Regions from separate parts of the Bicyclus anynana genome. Here region 2 is linked to region 1. Evidence: chromatin contacts called from public Hi-C data. All regions are on one chromosome and are shown on one strand. The core of a region is the stretch at or near the end of the contact, and the rest is flanking DNA. Distances in the headings are between cores, read along the strand shown.

What was found. A called contact is a pair of places that touch in the nucleus more often than the background predicts.
Region 2: a contact with region 1 is called in a Hi-C map of whole body, with 2.6 times the contacts expected there. The contact joins the enhancer-like site here to the promoter of LOC112053961 in region 1. A contact is called at or near these places in 2 of 2 Hi-C or Micro-C datasets (whole body and whole larva).

Annotation. Positions count from the first base shown.
Region 1 is chr2:18,674,806-18,682,648 of ilBicAnyn1.1, forward strand. It overlaps LOC112053961 (tubulin beta-1 chain), which reads right to left and starts at 4,591. Exons shown (of 2, transcript XM_024093597.2): 1 at 4,427-4,591; 2 at 1-964. The coding sequence starts at 4,483. It overlaps LOC112053960, which reads right to left. Exons shown (of 3, transcript XM_024093596.2): 3 at 5,206-6,893. The coding sequence ends at 6,480.
Region 2 is chr2:18,709,214-18,717,056 of ilBicAnyn1.1, forward strand. No RefSeq gene overlaps it. Among protein-coding and RNA genes, the nearest start is that of LOC112053959, 11 kb to the right of the region's middle. Within about 2 kb of position 4,223, at least 6 of the 8 cell types and tissues checked have open chromatin away from gene starts, as enhancers often do.

The sequences.
Region 1 (7,843 bases), core at 3,341-5,840:
AGTAGGACGAGTTCTTGTTCTGGATGTTGAGCATCTGCTCGTCCACTTCCTTCATGGACATGCGGCCGCGGAAGATGGATGCGACGGTGAGGTAGCGGCCGTGTCGAGGGTCGCAAGCGGCCATCATGTTTTTAGCGTCGAACATTTGTTGTGTGAGCTCGGGTACTGTGAGCGCGCGGTACTGTTGGCTGCCGCGAGACGTGAGTGGCGCGAACCCAGTTATGAAAAAGTGAAGACGTGGGAACGGGACCATGTTGACGGCCAGTTTGCGGAGATCCGCATTCAGCTGGCCGGGGAACCTGAGGCAGGTGGTGACGCCGGACATGGTAAGTGACACTAGGTGGTTGAGGTCGCCGTACGTGGGGGTGGACAGTTTCAGCGTGCGGAAGCAGATGTCGTATAGAGCCTCGTTATCGATGCAGAAAGTTTCATCTGTATTTTCGACTAGTTGATGGACTGATAGTGTGGCATTGTAGGGTTCTACGACTGTGTCTGACACTTTGGGCGAGGGGACGACGGAGTAGGTGTTCATGATTCTGTCGGGGTACTCTTCTCTGATCTTGGAGATGAGCAGCGTGCCCATGCCGGAGCCCGTGCCGCCGCCCAGCGAGTGCGTGAGCTGGAAGCCCTGCAGACAGTCGCACGACTCGGCCTCCTTGCGCACCACGTCCAGGACCGAGTCCACGAGCTCGGCGCCCTCCGTGTAGTGGCCCTTGGCCCAGTTGTTGCCGGCGCCCGACTGCCCGAACACGAAGTTGTCCGGGCGGAAGATCTGTCCGAAAGGCCCCGAGCGCACGGAGTCCATGGTGCCGGGCTCCAAGTCGACCAGGATGGCGCGGGGCACATACTTGCCGCCGGACGCCTCGTTGTAGTACACGTTGATGCGCTCAAGCTGCAGGTCCGAGTCGCCGTGGTAGGCGCCGGTGGGGTCGATGCCGTGCTCATCGGAGATTATTTCCCAGAACTGTGGACAAGAAAATACAGCTTCTATTAAAAAAAAATATATCTAACAAATCAACACAAACACGTGAATACAATTCTTCATTATTGGATATAAGTGGATTAGCAACATAACTTAAGTACACTATAGACTTTATGAGTCAGCGTCGCCTAGACAACAGGATTAGTAACACAAACCTTCGGAACTACATTTAGAAATGTGGATTGTTAATGGAAATTGGAAGGAAATAAAGTATGTAGTTAAGCCGATAAGTCGGTCTGGTTTTGGTAGCGAGTGCTAGGACAAGCTCTCCTACACGTCCAATTAAAACTTGATTTCGCCAAATCCGATTACCTGCCTACTCAAGTAACCACCTACACTAAAATGATCACAGCTGTATATCTAAAGCCAAATAGGTATTTATGAATAGGCTTCGTTCGCGACTTTTCCGTGTTGTTACTCATCATCATCATGTTCCTTTTTGGATGATTTATAGTACAGGTAACTTATTCTAGAAAATATAACATTATAGCTACTAAAAATTCTGAAGCTTATTTATGATTTCATTGTCGAAAGTTGGCAGCTTTAATAGTTCACTTCTCAAACAATAGAAACAATAGATCTCGAAATTTAAAACAGGTTTTGAGAAGACATTCACAGGCAGGTAAAGAACACATTTAGGTACAAGGGTAAACATGGGGTATGAAAACGGGGTTTATAAAGTTTTATAGAAGTATGTTCCGAAGGTAGATAAAATTGAAAAATTATCTTTTGTTTTAAACACCTATTGAATTCGAATTGGTTGAAGAAATACACTAAAACCCCAATATAATTTAAATATTATGACTTAAATCCGAATAGTAGGCGGGCGTAACAGTAGACAATTTTTAGCCGGAAAGGACATGTCCCAATTTTTTATGGAGGCTGGGCCTCTTTTCAATTGTCAATTAAGCAGAACAAATTATTTTTATCTTAAAAGAACATAAAATATAGGGCTTGAAACCCAAAACAAAAAATTTTTGGAACCCGCATTTTTTTTAAATTAATTAAATAAAATTATTTTTTCATTAGTTGACAACATTCATTAAGTATTTTTATCATGGCCACACGCTTGTAACTCACACCCTGACAGATTGTCAGTGATCTTCGTGTAGTAGCGTTCGTATATGGCGTTTTTAAAGCAATTTAAGGATTTTTTTGTTTATGCCTCTTTGTCAACGATTTAATGTTTCTTTTTAACTTGTGTCTTATTGACATTTGACAATATTACATGACATTGGCAGCTTACAATTCCAGGTATTTTTATTGACTATTTTGAACATTTTTACTGTATTGTCTATGTTAAATTTGTAAACAAGGGAGCAAAGCAAAAAAAATATTTATCTAATTAATGCGGGTTCCAAAAATTCTGAAAAATAATCAAGCAATCATGATTCTTTGCTATAAAAGAGCTGGACCTGGACACAGACATTGAATTAAACATGACCAATATTCGCTTTTCTCGAAATCGTGTGTGTCTAGCATCGAACAGCAGTCGTCCGACGAACGGAGATTGAACCTTGATACTTTCTGACCTAGACTGTGGGGTCTAAACTATTAAAGCTTCAGTCCTAAACTATGTAACCTATGCATGTAAAACAGCAAATCAAAGTGCTCTGCCAAGTTAATAATTTTCCACTCAATGGTTTCTAGTAGGTATTTGAGCTGGACTGTATAGGTACTTCATTTATCCAATTAGTTAACTATTAAGAAGTTTGAACACTCTTGCCAGTTATATTTACAAAGTGTAGACAAGAAAATACATAATTAGGTATTTTATTAGACATGAATTTAAAGTGTGCTCCAGTGTTGGCTCGTTTCCATCACAGCGGCTTGAATCCGCTGACATTAACCAAAATTCCTGACGAGACATTTTTCTGCATTTAGAGGCAAAACGACATTTTGTCCGATTTACAGAATACAGTGACTTGACGAGTTCTTCAAAAGAATTCTTCACGAAATTTGGATTTTTCACAAATTTCGCGAGAACTAATTCAGAGTAGGTATAATCTAGAATTCCAAATGTTCCATTCAGTAGTTTTTGCGTGAATGAGTAACAAATATTAGTCATACAAACTTTTGCGTTATTGTATTTAACACTATTAAGTGAGTATCTAGTTACATAAAAACATTCCCATGCATAAATCCCCCTGGAATTTTATCACAAAAGAATGACGCAGCTGGTAAAAATACAGTAAAGGGAGATAGGGTACCGGGTTCGTAGGTAGGTACATCTTATTGTATTGTAACTCAGTTCAGACGTTACAAATTCTGTGCTCCGATTGGTTCGCCCTTATCAGAGGGACGCGCAACCTTGAAATTGAAATAGGACACAACTATGCGCACACTAACGGTTTTTCTTCTTTTATGGCGGCAATTATGGCCTGCTAGCTACCTAGTAGCTAAATACTATACTTAAAAAAGTGATTTGAATATCTGGAAAACATTCCCGCAACAACTGTTAAGCAATTTATATAAAATTTGTTACTCTAATAGTTTATGCCTATTGATTAACACTGAACCGAGTGAACAGGAAAAATGAGGCTGAGCGCTGTGTAAAAGTGCCATAATTTGTCTTTTTGTTGATTTTTTCTATAATTTTAACATAATTACACTATTTTGTTGATTTCTTTGGAAATTAAATAAAAAACCTATCAGATAAAGTCATTGTTCTTAACTTAAAATATTTATAATGAATCAAATTGAATTACCTACTCAATAAAAGGCTGAGTAATGGGTACTTTACCCTACCTTTTCTTAATCCTTGAATATCTAGATGAGCCAAAGTCAATAGATAATATAGAAAGTGATCGCAGAGCCAAGATGATCAAGTCAAGTCAAGATGACGCATTCGTTAGCAAATTAACAATTTAACAGGTTCATGATCATGACGTGACATACGAGTAGATTCAGAATTGAAAGTTCGAATTTCAAACAAAATCATTGATTTTCACAAAGCATAATTCAAATAAAGAATTTGTGAAATTGCGGCCGGCAAATGGCGTCAAGTAAGAACAAACACGTGGACTTATCCGTAACACCGAATTAGAAAAGAAAACGTCGCGGCCGCGGTAAAACGAGCAGACAAAAAGTAAAATTCAAGTGAAGTAAGGATTCTCAATGGAACTATATCGCTTATTCTGAAAAGCATATTAGTAAAATTCAGTCAGGTCAAGGTACGGTAAGTACTTAATCAACTTTTTGAAAATTGTAGGAAAAAAATTTAAACTAATGAGTTAAGTACTACTGAAACTTTATTTCGTTTCTAATGTTGATTAAACAGTACATTAATCAAGTAAATAGGTATCTAGCCTCATCTATATTCTGCACAGACTATTTCACGGGCTCACCTCTGCGAGGCACGCAGGCGTCACAAAATGCCGGCCGCGCATTCTCAGACGTTAGGACAAAAAAAGGCAAAAAATCTATATAAAAACGTTACAATACCTTAGCGCCGATCTGGTTTCCGCACTGACCGGCCTGGATATGTACGATTTCCCTCATTTTGTGATTGTGAACTTAAATTACTTAACAATTGACACTATTTAATATTTTCTGCTCCGCACGCACCACGTACTTCCGTGGTCCGTGGCTGTTTGAAGAATAGTGAAGTGAGCTCCGAACTGAATGTAGTCGCCGTTCGCTGCGCGCTCTCGAAAGCGGGTTATCGAACACCGAGTGATGTGAAAAGTTTATCGACAACATTTGTCGCATTGCGACATCAATTTGAAAATGGTATAAAATATCGTATATGAATTCAATTCAACTTCCTTGAATTATAACTTATACTCGTACAATAAGTTGTTAGGAACGGGTACAAATATTTGTACTTATTAGTTACAGTTCTGCTATTTTCTAATCATTCGACGATTTATTATTTAGGATTATGAGTCACGTATTTTGATCGATAATTGAACTGAGTTTGCGCAACCCTTGCCTCGCTGAGATTATGATGTATGACTCAAGTCTGACTTTGGTCTATAATTCTCATCTCAAAATCAACTTTTGAGCTTGAAATTGAAATATTAATAGGTGACTTGAAATTCGATTAATACCTAACTATGGGATGAAATAATGAACCATTTAAAATATCCCATGGAATATCGTTAGATATCATTAGACATACGTAGGTAGATATACTATATGTATAATAAGTTATGGGTAGCAGCCTTAGACCATTAATAAGATTTATAGAATAAGAATTAAAAGAAGTTATTAATGGTCTAAGGTAGCAGCCCTAACTATGATCCAATCTTAGCAAAATCCGAATTGTTGTTCAATTTGACTTACCTAAAATAAGTGATTCAATTTAATCCAATTCTTTTGCTAACTGTAATCCAAGTAAAATGTAAATACCGTTCAAAATAAAAATTCTTTTTGCTTAATCAATTTTTAATGCATCTGCAAAAACAAACTAAAGTACATAAGTAGTTAGGTACTCATAGTTTTGGAGTTTACCCTATGTGTTAATCTATATGTATAAACTAACCAACTTCATCCTAGACACCCCTTTTCGGTTTCTACGCGACATCGTACCGGAACGCTATCGCTTGGCGGTACGTCTTTGCGGGTAGCGTGGTAACTAGCACACACACACAGCCGAAACCTCCCACCTCCCACCAGCCATCTCAATCGGCCCAGCTGATACTGCTGATACCAGAACTTCACTATCCAAAGCTATATGGACTAACCGTAATGACTGGACCAATGAGGCAGTTCATTTATTCACAGTATTAGTAGAATATTATCACCGGAGCCATCGGGTCAACGACCTGTTATCGTAAAGTTTGATGGCAACAAAATAATGTGCCCACTAATTACTATTTAATGAATGTCTTCAATGGCTTCTGCTCAAATCTCAACTGCTGAATAGGTTCAATGGTTAGCCTGTTTAACTATAAACCATGAGGTGCGAGATTCTTATAATAATTTTAAAATAAGTATCAAATCAAACTAAATATGTATTTCCAAATTTATATTGGAACATGGAAGTTTGCACAGCTTTGTATGAGTATCTTAAAAAGAGAGGTGAAGATAAACAATTTTATATTAGCTATATAAAATTTTATTGTCTAGGCGAAATGTTTGAGATAAATGGACATCAGCTATTTTGGTTTCTGCAATAGAAACTCTTTCAACGAATCAGAAGTCTTTTGATATAATTATGGTGGTTGGTTTTAGTGACGTAGCGTGTCTCGGAGGGGCCCTGTAACAAAATTAGTTGGGGGGCCTAAAATTACCTCAAAAAGAAAATAAATAAATATGACAGAATATTTAACCTATAAAAGATGTTTCCGTTATTCCAACTTTTGGGCGCACGCTTAACTTAACCAGGGACAAAAAGAGATTGTGGATAACCTATATTTTACATTTTTTTTGCTTTCACACGTAAGGGGCCCCTGTAGACCGGGAGCCCCGTATCATTGATACGGCTGTCACGGCGTTAGCTACGCCCCTGGTTGGTTGTCTTTCAAATATTCCTGAACATTTTGGCTTAGGATTATAAAGTTGAGTTGGAGTTTGGCGCACTAGAGTCCCGGCGTTCGTCAATGAACAGTTGATTAATTTTGACCATTAACACGTCTCTACGGTCTTCGGAAAGTCGGCGTAACTTTTTGGCTATAAGTAGGCCAAAGACTGAGCATTCATCATCTTCATGTTTGAACCTGTGCTTGGCTTGAAGCTCGTACATATTTTTCACAAACTTGAAGGTTTGCTCCATATGGCTTTGCTGGCTCAATTCGAGTGGGTCGTGTTGTCTTCTTTTAGATGCCCTGGATGCTGCTGGTGTGTTGTCTTCGTTGGATGGCTGGTAGTGTTGGGGCGACGACGTGGACTGCTCTGTATAATATTCTTCTTCTTCGTAAACATCATTGCTTTCGGAATTTTCTACTACAACCACATGGCATTCGTCCTAAAAAAGAAATATTTTACTTGCCAATGGAATCACAGTCACAAAATATTCCGTATTTAATGGCGTCTACAGATTCGCATCGCATCGCAACAAACGTATTTTTAATTTTTCGGTAAGCAGATAAAATACATATAGTATGATTTTCTAAACCTACAAAGAATACTAAAATCCGTTTGATGCGATGCGTCCGATACGTACAATGCGGAGCAGTGGACGCCTGCCATTATAGTTAAAGGAGAGAGGATATGGAACTAAGCACTGACCACGTGGACCACGACAGAACTTCCGTAGTTTCTCTAGTAATTCCTGTTCCCATGGGAATACGGAGTAAAATATCATACTATGTTACCTATAAGAGGAGGAGGAGGTATGTTATTCATTGATCTAATGTACTCGTAGTTTCTTTAGTGGATAAATTAATTTTAAATTTTTTTTTTTTTTTTTTTTATTCTTTACAAGTTAGCTCTTGACTACAATCTCACCTGATGGTAAGTGATGATGCAGCCTAAGATGGAAGCGGGCTAACTTGTTAGGAGAAGGATGAAAATCCACACCCCTTTTCGGTTTCTACACGGCATCGTACCGGAACGCTAAATCGCTTGGCGGTACGTCTTTGCCGGTAGGGTGGTAACTAGCCACGGCCGAAGCCTCCCACCAGCCAGACCTGAACCGAAAATCAAGTCTTGTATTGTCTTTGTAATATTTGTTTAGATGTCTAGAGGTATAAACATTAACTACCGATATTCGGCTCACGGTTGAGCACGAGTCTCCTCTCAGAATGAACGGGGTTAGGCTAATAGTCCACAACGCTGGCCCAATGCGGATTGACACACATGCATTCTTAGGTATACAGATTTTCACATGACATTTTTCCTTCACCGTGATATTTAATTTCATAAATAATATGACATTTTGACAATGTTCGTAGCCGACCGTTACGTCATACATAA
Region 2 (7,843 bases), core at 2,973-5,472, 34 kb after region 1:
GCTCGAGTCTCCTCTCAGAATGAGACGGATTAGGGCAGTAGGCCTCCACGCTGGCCCAAAGCGGATTGGCAGACTTCACGCTGAGAATTAAGAAAAAACTCTATTATGCAGGTTTCTTCACGATATTTTCCTTCACTTTCATTTATCTATACTAATATTATAAAGAGATGAAGTTTATGGTGTTGTAGGGGGTAATGTCTGAATCTAATGAATCGATTTTCCACTAGAATGCCACGTTATTTTCGAGTGTCATAGGCTATATTTTATCCCTGTATTCGAATGAGTCCCTGATGGTACGAGCTATGCTCGCAGTTATCTAGGCCTAATGAGCATGTCCAAGTACCTATAAAACTGTCTTTAAATGGTAAATAGTTTACACGACTCTGTAGTTGCTCAGTATTTGACCTTCCCACAATGTTGTTAGATTGTTAGAATCGATCGTAAATGTAACGATCGGCATAAATATTAATTAAATAATAGTTTGGGTAACTGGCGGGGCCTTGTATCGATCCGCGCGATTAAATAATCGTCGCCCGCCGCCCGCTCGCGGCCGACGTGTGGGCGAGCCGCCTCCCCGCGCCCTGTACAGATGATAGAACCTACTTTTGACTGTATTTTTATACTAGCGAATGGACACGACTTCGTCTGCGTTGGAATTCAAAAATCCCGCGGCAGCCATGGATTTTTCTGGAATGAAAAGCCTATGTGTTAATCCAGAGTAATATCTATTTCCATTCCAAGTTTCAGCCAAATCGGTTCAGTAGCCGCAGCGTACAGAAGGAACAAACATACTTACACACACACACACACAATTACAGAGAGAGAGAGAGGATTGACAGACTTCACACACGTAGAGAATTAAGAAAATTCTCAGGTAGGTTTCCTTACTATGTTTTTCCTTCACCAAAAGTTGGAGGTGCATGCCCCGGAGCGGATTCGAAACTAGGCCCTCCGAATCGAAGGTAGAGGTCACATCCACCGGTCTATCACGTCACTAATCTTTATTTGTAAATAGAAAAACAATAAATTTATTACTAAAACTTATTGCTAAGTTTACATGCGTACGGGTATGTACGTATAAGTACGGGTATATATTGTGTATTGTGTAATTTAAGATAAAACCGGGATGTAATTTCACCGTGTCGCAGCTTCCATCGCTTATTCATATAGGGGCAAGCGTATGTGTTATGATTTAAACATTTAATCAATCAATCAATTTATTTATTTGCAGATATATGCATTTAAGGTGTCTGGTGAAGGTTTGGAAGAAGTTTCGCAGCCTCTTCGTAACAAACAAATAAAAAAACAAGTCTTTCTAATATTAGCTTAGATTATGTGGCATAGCTTTTTTGTTCTGGAAAGATCTATCCTTCCTCTGATCCTTCTGCTGGCTCCCTTAAATTCCTTGGTCAGTCTCAGTTAGTAGAATTGAAACTTGTCAAACTGCGAAAATTCATGATCGATTAAAAAGATGCAAAATGAAGAACAAGGCCTCTCCAATATGTCTCCAATGCCGCAAAAAATGTAAAACTCGCTCGGTAGATGTGAGTGTAGATGTGAGCGTAATTTTCAAATTAAGAAAATCAAAATTATCGAAAAAGTTTTGAAAACTATCAAGTATTTTTTATAAATTATATAATTAAAAATATGTGTCTGTGTGTTCATTACTCTGTACAGACACGCGTAGGCGATCCAGCCTATTCCTATTACAATCACCATTAACTATTTACCGCCGAAATTCCCCAAAACCGTCCCTATTCCAACGCAATACGAGCTACAGGCGATATTGCGTGTTTTAAATGTAGCTTATGCTGTTATAAGCCAATTTCTATGAGCGTTTGTCTTCATTTACAGGCTTATTTGCCCGGGGATTGAGACGATCTTCAGATAAAAGTGGTTTGTCCGTGAAAAGGACATTTTCCTAATACCTATGCTATGCTAACTAGCGAACGAACGTCCGTCTGTAATGCCCGGACTTCGTAGGCGAGAAAAATAGTCTTAACCCTTTAATAGATTCATTTTACATTTTAACAATAGGTTCTCGTACGTCCATCAGTTTATAGGCGATGCTAAACCAGTGTTGTCTTAATTTAAACCGTTTCTGATAGGACCGCCTTTTTACTGATCAGCAGGTAGAGCATAATATTATGTTATTATTTTCGCTTTTTAGTTTAGCGGATTCGTTTTTAGATTTTGAAGAAGTTTAGGTTGTATTTTTTGTATTAAACTGGCGGACGCCCGCGACTTCGTCCGCCTTTAGATCTCTTTAATCCAGCCCTTACAATAGTATCGCTGTAAAAATTGAGAAATTTCTCTCGTTTTCCCAACATTTCCCTTCACTGCTCTGCTCCTATTGACGGTAGCGTGATGAAAAGTATACTATAACCTGCCCAGGAGTATGAAGAATAATAAATTTCGTTAAAATCCGTCGAGTACTTTTTGTTTCTATAACGAATATACAGGCAGACAGACACACATACAAAAATTTTACAAATTGCATTTTTGGCATTATTATCGATCACTAATCACCCCCTGATAGTTATTTTAGAAATATACTCAGAGGCACAATTATTCGCCCACTTTAATATACTCGCGTCTTATTAAAGTGGGCGGATAATTGTGCCTATTTACAAATTTATTATAAGTATAGATTATCATTTTACTCACATAATTAAATAATTATTTATGTGTGTAAAGTTTGCTGATCCGCATTGGGCCAGCGTGGTGGACTATTGACATCTAACCCCTCTATTCTGAGAGGGACTCGTGCTCAACAGTCAGCTGATATGCTGATAATGAAGAAATCGAACAAAGGACCTCTCTGTCAGAGCTCATAGTTTAAAAAACATTATTTTATATTATATATTAATGACCTCCCTGACGTAACTTCTGATAAATATATATTATTTGCTGATGACATATCAATTATAAAAACTTGTAGTAATGACATAATAAACAGCGAAATTGACATCAATAACACAATCAAAACAGTTGTGAATTGGCTTACTGACAACAATCTTTTTGTAAATTTAACCAAAACGAATTATATGTATTTTAGCTATTATAATAATAAAAAGGTTATTAACTTAAATTTAAGTCATGACAAACAACAAATTCACCAGGTAGATTATGTAACTTTTCTAGGACTGAAAATTGACAAACATCTAAACTGGAAAGTACATTTAGACAATATATGTAATAAACTTAATAAATATAAATTTGTTTTAAATAGACTACGTAAAACTACATCTTTTGAAATAATGAAAATGGTTTATTTTGCAAATGTGGAATCGATATTAAGATATGGTGTAATATTATGGGGTAATTCATGTGAATTAGAAAGAGCCTTCATTGCACAAAAAAAGTGTATTCGTGCGATATTTGGATGTCTCCCTACTGATTCATGTAGGCCTCTATTTAAAAAAATTGAAGTTTTAACTCTGCCTTGCCTGTATATATTTCAATTAGCGCTTTTTGTTAAATCTAATATGAATCTGTTTGTGAAGGCACAGGACCAAAGCAATAGAAACTTAAGACATCCCCAAAAATTAGTCTTGGGCAGATTTCCCAGAACTGCAACATACCTAAAAAGTTGCCATTGTATGGGTATTAAAATATTTAATTCGTTGCCCGAAAACATAAAATTATTGCCCTATAAAAAATTTAAACCCGCACTTAGAAAGTGGCTCATTAATTATGGATTTTATTCAACTAGAGATTTTTTTAATTATAAAAGCAAATAAAAAACTATGTATTGTGACATTTTTAATATTTCAATTTTTTTTTTTTTTTTTTGTTTGTATTTATTAATTATGTTTATCCTATGACATTGTAAAGATTATTATTATATTATTATTATTTGACATACTCGTACCTGCACAGATTGTAATGTTTTACTTGTTCTAATTTTTATTTCTTGATTAATCATCTGCTATTAAATTCATTTTTTTTTTATATATTGTTAATAGTATTTGTAATATAAACTGTTGTATGCCAGAAATGGCTGAATACATTAGAATGTATGTGTTCTCAGCAAATAAATAAATAAATAAATAAATAAATAAAATAAATCAACTAGCTTTAAAAGTGTGAGTAATAATGCAAATGGTGTCGGTTATTGTGACAAACAATTACTTAACCCGCCCACTAGCATTACGTACAGACGAGCAGTAATACCTTACGTATATATACGGTACGTAGGAGCCGCCGCGCCATATATGGCCAGATGAGTGCAGTGTGTCACTATGCCACCAGAGGACTTAATCCTTAACAACTGAGACGTTTTTATAACCTGTATAATATCATTATCAAGCTATTTTCATCATATCAGATGGACGTCCACTGCAGGACATAGGCCTTTTGTAGGGACTTCCAAACATCACGATACTGAGCCGCCTGCATCCAGCGAATCCCTGCGACTCGCTTGATGTCATCAGTCCACCTGATGGGTGGTCGACCCACACTGCGCTTTCTAGTGCGGGGTCGCCACTGCAGCCTTAGGACCCCAACGTCCATCGGCTCTTCGAACTATATGCCCCACCCACTGCCACTTCTTCTTTGCGACTCGTTGAGCTATGTCGGTGACTTTGGTTATTTTGCGGATCTTCAGGCCTCCCTCTTTATGGAGCTTACACCCGCAACCAATGTTGATTAACGAGCAATGTTTTGACTCTATAACAATTACTATCAAAATGAAAATGACCAGCTTCATAACGTGGAGTGTTAAAGTTGGTGATTGTATAATCACTAATTTTGAAAATTTTTACTAATAATTTCTTTGAATAAAGAAGAGGTTAGTATTTCATAGCCTGACCCAAGACTGGAACCCAGGTTTCAGGACCTCGACATACATAGGCACTTGACCAATGAGACAAACACTAATAATATAATGTGTGATAGGCATAACAAAAACACCTCGTTGAAGTAGTTGTGGGTTCTTCATTGAAACTCTCACAGCTTTAATTTTAAGTCTTTAGGTTGGGTAGATACATGATAATACAGCTAGCCAAGCCTAGCTATGAATCTGACAGAATATCACTAAAAATCAATACGGGTACGACCTTTACATAACACTTAATACCTAACCTGAATCTAGACCCAGCTTCCATCTCCCGTTGCTATGGTAACGAGCAGCATCCCACGGATCCCGGCCAATGTGAGAGCGGGACAGTCGTAGAGCTCTTCTCTTTCCTTCTTATGGAATAATTGAAAGCTGCCCCGCCTACGACTGAAAAACCTAGGTGTATATCTACATGTCTAGTCTAGTGCCACCGTGAACGATTAGTTGATTTAACTAGTTTAACAGTTTGAAGATGTGTTATATAACATTGAAGCGATCTTTGCGATTGATTACTTTGCGATTATCATCAATATCAGCCAATTATAGGGCTCAATTATGGCCAATTATTTTGATTTGATTTTGATTTGAACTTAGAATCACAATGCTGCTCCAATGAGATTGAATTTAAGGTATCGTGTTGTAATTAAAATCTTTTAAAAATACTTGCCAAATTTCATAGTTTTAAGGATCTAGATCAACGGAGAGTACCTAAGCTATATTTTTTGATTCCCTTGGGAATGTCGAAATATATAATACATTTTTTGGCATAAACGGCCGTATTCTTATTTAAGTCAACTTCAAAGTTAAAATTAAGTTAGTTTGATTTTTCACAGCTTCAAGGTACTGTACACTTAATACGAATATAGGTACGAATACGAATAGGTGTACGAAACACATTGTATTTACAAATTGATAACAACATGTACCTACTTATACTTATTGGTTTTATCTGTTAAAGTCCTTAAATTACAATATGTAGCGCGGTTGTTGTTATACGTAATCGTCGGTTAAACAGCGATCAAATGAACGGCGCACCGGCCCGACCCGCTCCAGACTGTATCGATCTACGGAGCGACGACCTAGACTCTATCTAGAATAAAGCTATACGCTATGCGGGCCTAGTACCGCTACATTTACAGGCTTTCAGAGATAGTCCTAAATCATCATCATCATCAGATTTATATATCAGATTTATATGGGATATTAAAGAGGGTTCCATCTTTCTTTCTTATTCCTCATTACTGAGAGTCGTATCCCATATGTATAGAGCCGTGATATCCTAGTGGATATGACCTCTGCCTCCGATTCCGGAAGGTGTGGGTTCGAATCCTGTCCGGGACATGCACCTCCAACTTTTCAGTTGTGTGCGTTTTTAAGAAATTAAATATCACGCGTCTCAAACGTTGAAGGAAAAACATCGTGAGGAAATCTGCATACCAGAGAATTTTCTCAATTCTCTGCGTGTGTGAAGTCTTCCAATCCGCATTGGGCTAGCGTGGTGGACTACTGGACTAACCCCTCTCATTTTGAGAGGAGACTCGTACTAAATAGTGAGCTACATATGGGTTGATGATGATGATGATGATACTTTTCTATCGGTAGTGGTGCGGATTTGATCTGACCAACGCATCGGGCTACATCCTCGAGGTCTCTTTCCTTCCACTTTGCCAGTAATAAAAAGTTTCTCTAAGTTATCTCCTTCTCTACTGTCAATGTGACCGATGTACTCGACTATTTTCTGAAGGTAGGTACTTGATAGCTTTTTCGAGATGTTAAGTTATTGCTAGGTACACTTGGTTCTATGCGCTATCTATCTTTCCAGGAGGGAATTTCGGAGCTTAAATAGCTTTAAGCCCCAAAATTCCCTCTGTACGTTTACAACGACAAGGTTGTTGCAATTCGGATTGGCTGGCTTATTATAGGTTGATAGTGTTGACTATGTACTTGTTTGAAACAATAATTAAATCACATGTGAATCTCGAGAACAGCCAAGCATGGTCACCCTACGCTTGGTTATAAAATTAAAAAGTTTCCTGCTTGCCAAAGAGTTCTCCACTGCGGCTGCATTATAGAGAATTCACATCAAATTGAAAAGCGCTCTACAGCCTTGCGGCACTGCGAACATGAGCCTCTTTACAAGCTCGGGAAATTGCCAAATGGATTTTCTCGTAGTTAGGTAAACATTTGATTTTCGAAAATTAAAACGGAATACTTAGTGTTTTTATTTTTGATTTTGATGCAGTGGTTTTTTGGGGGGCAGACAATGCATCTGTATTTGAGGCAATACGGAATAGGTTGTTTATTGAATTTTGTCATAACCAGTATTATGTAATGCCCTGAAGATTAGGTAAATTGCATTGTTGTGTTCCTGCATTGATGCTTCGAATCTTTTATATCTAAAGTTGATGGGAATAATTATAAGTTAACGTCTATGTAGGTTGTTTAAAATGATGTAACGGTGTTAAGGTTTTCTACTAAAGCTGGGATAAAATTATCGGTAAACGAATATTATGGTATAGAAATTATCGCTGCCCCAACGAGGAAAATATTCGATTATAATTTAATTAGATACCTACCTACTATAGATAATGTGCTAAAAATATAAAGGCATTAGAATTTAAAACATTAATCCTGTCAGAACAAAAGCCGACGATAGTCAGACTTACCGTATTTTATGATGTTGAAAAGATTGTCAGTCATGACGAATCATGTTTCTAGTTCTCTGAAAAAAAATTGTGTTTTTGGGGGGATTGGGAACATGATTTCTCAGACAATGCCGGTGTTGTATGAAAAAATACGTACTTAATATAATTTAAATGTAGTTGTTTGAGAATCTGAACTCTTAAAACCTGCTACTTACCTTCCAAAGCCACCACAGACCAAATTCTATAAGTGGTAGGCCGGAAATTGTAGGAGCATGGTATTTCAGCCTTCTTAAAATAAGTTATAGGGGTAGGTATGAGGGGGGATAAGGGGTGCGCCACCGCTAATTAACGAACGAGG